2 separate regions of the Mus musculus genome follow, and region 1 is linked to region 2. A link is a contact called in public HiChIP or PLAC-seq data. All regions are on one chromosome and are shown on one strand. Each heading gives the region's core, a stretch centred on a gene start, on an enhancer-like site or on the middle of the called end of the contact. The rest is flanking DNA. Distances are from core to core; before and after follow the strand shown.

Evidence for each region. HiChIP or PLAC-seq counts read pairs in DNA pulled down with a chosen protein or histone mark.
Region 1: an H3K27ac HiChIP or PLAC-seq map of embryonic stem cells shows a contact between it and region 2, with 5 read pairs. The contact joins two enhancer-like sites. A contact is called at or near these places in 2 of 39 promoter capture datasets (embryonic stem cells and stem cell-derived epiblast-like cells) and 5 of 115 datasets of contacts at active chromatin or transcription factors (bone marrow-derived macrophages, double positive thymocytes, embryonic stem cells and 1 more).

What each region holds. Positions count from the first base shown.
Region 1 is chr10:59,794,560-59,797,386 of GRCm38.p6, forward strand. All of the region lies in intron 8 of Micu1 (mitochondrial calcium uptake 1), which reads left to right. Among named protein-coding and RNA genes, the nearest start is that of Gm17059, 4.3 kb to the right of the region's middle. Within about 2 kb of position 1,477, at least 14 of the 459 cell types and tissues checked have an H3K27ac peak or open chromatin away from gene starts, as enhancers often do. A contact at or near this core is called in embryonic stem cells, where this site is marked.
Region 2 is chr10:59,579,418-59,582,117 of GRCm38.p6, forward strand. All of the region lies in intron 1 of Mcu (mitochondrial calcium uniporter), which reads right to left. Gm40671 (a long non-coding RNA gene) reads left to right here. Exons shown (of 2, transcript XR_871744.3): 2 at 2,032-2,700. Among named protein-coding and RNA genes, the nearest start is that of Gm40671, 5.3 kb to the left of the region's middle. Within about 2 kb of position 1,279, at least 31 of the 459 cell types and tissues checked have an H3K27ac peak or open chromatin away from gene starts, as enhancers often do. A contact at or near this core is called in embryonic stem cells, where this site is marked.

The DNA of each region.
Region 1 (2,827 bases), core at 227-2,726, 220 kb after region 2:
TGGGCTAACTATTCACCACTATCAATAAGAATAGAGAGACCCAGCAAGTGGCTCAGAGAGTAAAGATGCTTCTGACCTGAGTCCAGCCCCAGAGCCACATATAGGTAGTGCGTAGGATCCACTAAATCCAACTTAACTCAAACACCACGTCAATGCAGACGACAAAAATTTACTGTAATCAAGCTGCTACTGATTGATCCGGGCCACAGAACAGACTTGGGAGCTGAACTGGGACCCTAGAGAGAAATTACACAGCACATTTAAAGGATGAGACCACGCAGCGAGAGGGAGCGGAGTGGGCTGTAGCATTGTCCAGTCATATTTTGACTTAAGGGGTTGAGCAAGGGAGTTTTCACCAATCAGGATAGGAGTCGGTTCCTGGGCCTGGAACATGACCTTGTTTGACCCTGCCAGCAAGATGGAGAGGTTGTCCTTGAGATGTCTGGACTGGGACAACTTTTTCCTTATAATGTAAGGGTCCATGCTTCCCCGAAGAATGAAACCCCAGACTCAAAACAGTATGAAAGCGCAGAGTGTTTTATTCTTCAGAAGTCCAGCATTCTCCCATTACCAGGATAGAGAGACAATCACGTGAGCCTGAAGAAGGCTCGCTTTAAAACACATTGGAATTCTGGGATAGATGACCTTTGTCTTACTCCACCTCTAGACTTTCTGGAACCATTTTCAAGGTGTGAAGTCTGGAAACTGCTGCCGACCCATTGTCTTTGCCTCGGGCCAGGTGGTGGGCAGCTTTGAGGGCAGGACTTGCCTGGGCTTGCCCAGTTCTTAGAAACTGAGATTTAGGCCTCGTCTCCTGAACTGCCAGTTTGAAGCCTGTCATGGAATCAGCCGAGCCTTCTCACTAAGAGAAGCTGTTCAGCTATTGGGAAGTTCCTAGCTCTCCTAGAACCTGGGACCTTTATTTAGTTTCTCCTATGATTAAATGGAATGTGAAAACAAAATGGTAGCACTTAGGTTAAGTTTCTTTTGCTTATTCCCACAGTGAAAAGAAAGAACTGATTCTACGGGGTTGTCCGATCCCTACAAGTGGGCCATAGCACATGGGCCTGCACATTCGTCTCACACACACACATAATCCAAATAAATAAATTGTTAAGGATTAGAGAAAATGAGATTAATACTTTTTTAAAATTTACTCTTCTAATCTATGAGATCTGGGGATTAAGTTCAAGTTCTTGGGCTTGGTGGCAAATGTATTTATGTACCAGCTGGCTTGCCTGCCTGTTGCTATTGCTTTCAGTGTTGGGTCTAACCTAAGTCTGGCCCAAGCCAGGCGAGTGCTCTGCCACTGTGCACTGTGCACAACACTATAGTCTAGCCCAGAGGGGTTAATTTCAGAGTGCCTAAGGAGCCCCTAGAATCATGTTTGGATCCATCCAAGCATAACTGTGTGTACCGTTTCTTGCTCTAACAGTGCAGGCAGGGATCACATTGCCTGTGAGAGACAAAGGCCAAGTGGTTACAGAAAAGGACGGGGCAGGAAGGCCTCCAGCTGGGCTTGGTTGTCCTCACAGCCTGTATTTGTCTTGGCTTTTGTTTTTGATCCTGGCTTTTTGAGACAGGATTTCTTAGCATAGACCTGGCTGGGTTGATTACACATTTTGTACATCATGCTGGCCTCAAACTTAGTCTCCTGGCTCTGCCTTCCAAGTACTGGTTTGTAGGCACGTGCTACCAAGCTGCCGGGTCCAGAGTTGATTCTTTCTTTTTTCCTCACAATTTATTTATTTATTTGATGTGCATTGGCATTTTGCCTGCTTGTCTGTCTGTGTGAGGGTGTCAGATCCCCTAGAACTGAAGTTACAGGCAGGTGTGAGCTGCCAGGTGGGTGCTGGGAACTGAACCCGGGTCCTCTGGAAGAACAGCCAGTACTCTTAACCTCAAAGCCCCACAGAGTTGACTCTTAATTACATGCAAGCAAACAAAGCAGAGTTTTCATCGGGATTGCTTCTCTTTTACTCTTTTGCTTCTACAAAGCAAAATAGAGATAATAATAAATTTATAGTTTCTTATTCCATTCTCGGTTTTAGCTTGAATTATTCAATAAAAGGTACTTTACTCCTTTAAGTATTTATAACTTTAACAAGCAAAGTACATATTTAAAGGAGGTTTTTTGTTTGTTTATATTTTAAGAAAAAAGACCTATGAGCAGCCTCCTCCCTTGTAAAGTAATACAACTGTTGGTTATAAAGGTAAAGGTATTTTACTAATATTTTTTCTTTGAGGGAAAAAATCTATATACAGTATGACCTGCCTTATTCTTGTCAAAGTGTTGAGAGAAGACCAGAGCAAGCATTTTCTTAAATGTGAAAAAGTGGGCTGTGGTTTTTCACCAGAAACTATGATATTACCACAGCATTACAGACTGTGTGAGGAGGCTGCAGAAGAGACTCGGGATAACAGTCCAGGACGCTTGTCCCAAGGATCTGGGTTCAATTCCCAGGACCCACCAGGTGGCTCTCAACCATCTTAACTCTAGCTCCCCAGGATCCAGTGCCCTCTTCTGGCCTCCATGGATTCCAGACACACACATGGTGCACCATGTGCATGCAAACATACCCATGTGCATAAAATTATAATATATTTTTATGCAAAATATAGATGCAAAATAGAATTATAATGTAAAAATAAATTGTAGGGAAATAAGAAAACCAAAATTACAGTATGTCTTCACCCTGGGAAAATCCTCTTGCAACTTTAACAATACCATTATTTCAAATAACATACATGCATACATAGGTGCTCATGAATACTTAATATGTATGTACATGTGCTCATACACATATATTTGTGTGTGTGTGTATGT
Region 2 (2,700 bases), core at 29-2,528:
TAAATGCTTTAAACTCAAAACTGTGTCATGTTCTATTATTATAAACTCTCAAACGTGCAGGATTCACAAGGTATTATGCAGACTCAAGCACATTCTCTGCCTCTGCTGGGAAACTATTGGTGTTAAAACAGTCTAGCAATGCACAGCACACACTCGTCACAGCTGGTGCTTATAAGTCCTGTGACTAAGACCTGAGTACCAAGGCAGACCACTAAGTTCTGAATCTAATAGTGAGTGGCTACTACCTTCCTATAAAATTATCCTCTTTTTTTCTTCTAAATACACAAATTCTAAATATTTAATCCTTAAAATATACTGGTACCCAGCCATGGATACAGTGCGGCAGCTGGATCACAGTCCATGTTCAGTATGTTATACTTCTCTTAATAGAGGCCAAGTTGGTCTGTGGTCTCACTGTCATAGGAGATGTGAGGAGGACACTCACATGTCATTGTCAGATGTTTGTCACATTGCAACTGAACCACGTCACATTCCTTTACAGTTACAGTACCGTGTGAGGATCACACATGGAATTTGACATCAGTGATTTCCACAGCTTGATGAATACAGTCTATCCAATAACTAGTGTCAATCTCTATTTGGAAAATGCAAAACTGACAACTCCCTGTCATTTATGGATTTGCCAAGCAAGTCATTAATATTCCACCCATGTTATTAGTAAAAATACTGCACAGTAAAAAAAATAAATAAAACTACTTAGTTATAAATGGGGATAAAAAAATGATAAATGACACAGTATCCATGGGCCTTGGGCACATTATGCTCTGTAGAATAGGCCAGAACCAGAAAGATAAATATTTTTTTTTTTAAGATTTTTTATTTATTATTATATGTAAGTACACTGTAGCTGTCTTCAGACACACCAGAAGAGGGAGTCAGATCTTGTTACAGATGGTTGTGAGCCACCATGTGGTTGCTGGGATTTGAACTCTGGACCTTCGGAAGAGCAGTCGGGTGCTCTTACCCACTGAGCCATCTCACCAGCCCCAGAAAGATAAATATTATAAGATTCTTCTTACATAAAATGTGTAGACTAGGCAAATTCCTTGAGATGGAAAGTAGAGTAAAGGTTACAAAGATGTGGAGGGAGAGGGAGTCTTTGATGAGTGAAGTTGTTACTGAGGCTATGGGAACATTTTGTAAACAGAGAGTGGTGAGGGTGAATTTCTTGTCACTGAACTGTACACTTGCAAATGTTAAAGAGACTGCATGCATTTTATCACAATGCTTGTCCAATGGAGTCATTTACTGGTCTAGATGGCAACTTAGATGAGTCACAAGGTTACCATGCTAAGAGAAAGAAGGTAATCTCACAAGGTTACGCATTGTGTGATTCTATATTTATAACACTCTTGAAATGACAAATCTGTAAAAAAAAATGTAGAACAGATTTGCAGTGGAAAAGGAGAAGGGTAGGTAAGACATTGGTGTGGTTACAGACCGATCTGAGCAGGAGGCTTCAGGTGACAGCCTGGTTCTGTACCTTTCTGCTCCTTCCTGAGGTGTGGTCTTTTGCTGTGTATTGTAATGGTAACTAGTGGCCTCCAAGGCCAGGTGGCTCGCAAGGATGAGAATCCAACCCTACAATGGGACCTTGCTCCTTTAATTTAAAACTATTGGCTAAATAAAGATGCCTATAGCCAATAACTGGGCAGAAAAGAGGTAGGTAGGGTTTGGGTTCCTGGGCCTGGGGTCTGAGGAGACCACAAGGAGAGAAGGAGAGAAGGAGGGAAGAGGAGAAGACACCATGGGTTAGGTGAGTCATAAACACACGGCTATGACAGCTGGCCAACTGGAGTTAAGAGCTGCCCAGATGGAACATGGCAAGTTATAATTCGAGGTTATTGATGGGAACTAAATTCTAATAGCTTAGAGGATAGATATCTGTCCAGATCTAGTGCTGATTAAGGCTTATTATAAATATAAAGTTTATGTGGTTTTTATCTGGGAACTGAATAATTAAAGGCAGAGTAGAAGCCCTGGATTGAGATTAAATATTTTCTACAACAGCTCCTCCCCGTTCCCACTCTGGGATCGGAACCCAGGGCCTCGTGGCCTGTAGGCAAGCCCTCCCTGGACTCCATCTCCAACGCTGTGCTGTACCGTGACTGAGGTACTGGAAGCAGGGACCTATTCCAATGATGAAGTGTGCCTTCCTCTAAGTACACACAATGAGGGCCAGTGAAAGAGAAAAGCTCAAGACAGGTGAGTGACGTCAGTGTTCTGGCTGTGACATAAATACTACGATTCGGCAAGTGCTGCCACTGGAGAAGATGGGTGAAGTGTCCACGAGACCACTCTACAGCGTTTCCCACTGTTCCATACATCTACAGTCTTCTCAAAGTCTAACTTAGAAAGCAAAAAACGATGAAGCTAGGCATGGTGGCAAATGCCTTTGATGCCAGTACTCAGAAGTGGAAGCAAGCAGATCTCTGTGAGTTTGTGGCCAGCCTGGTCTAAACAGAGTTCCAGGAGTGTCAAGGTTGCATATATACCCTATCCCCAAAACAAACAGAACAAACTTATTAAAAACAGTGAATAGAAGAAGGGAAAGCTTACTCTCTCACCCACTGCTACCATTTCCCACTGCCTGCTGTTACCATGGTTACTAAAACCGCAACCTCCCCTCATTAGACATTCATCCTTTTATTAAAATTCCTCACAGGTTTGTTTAGTTGT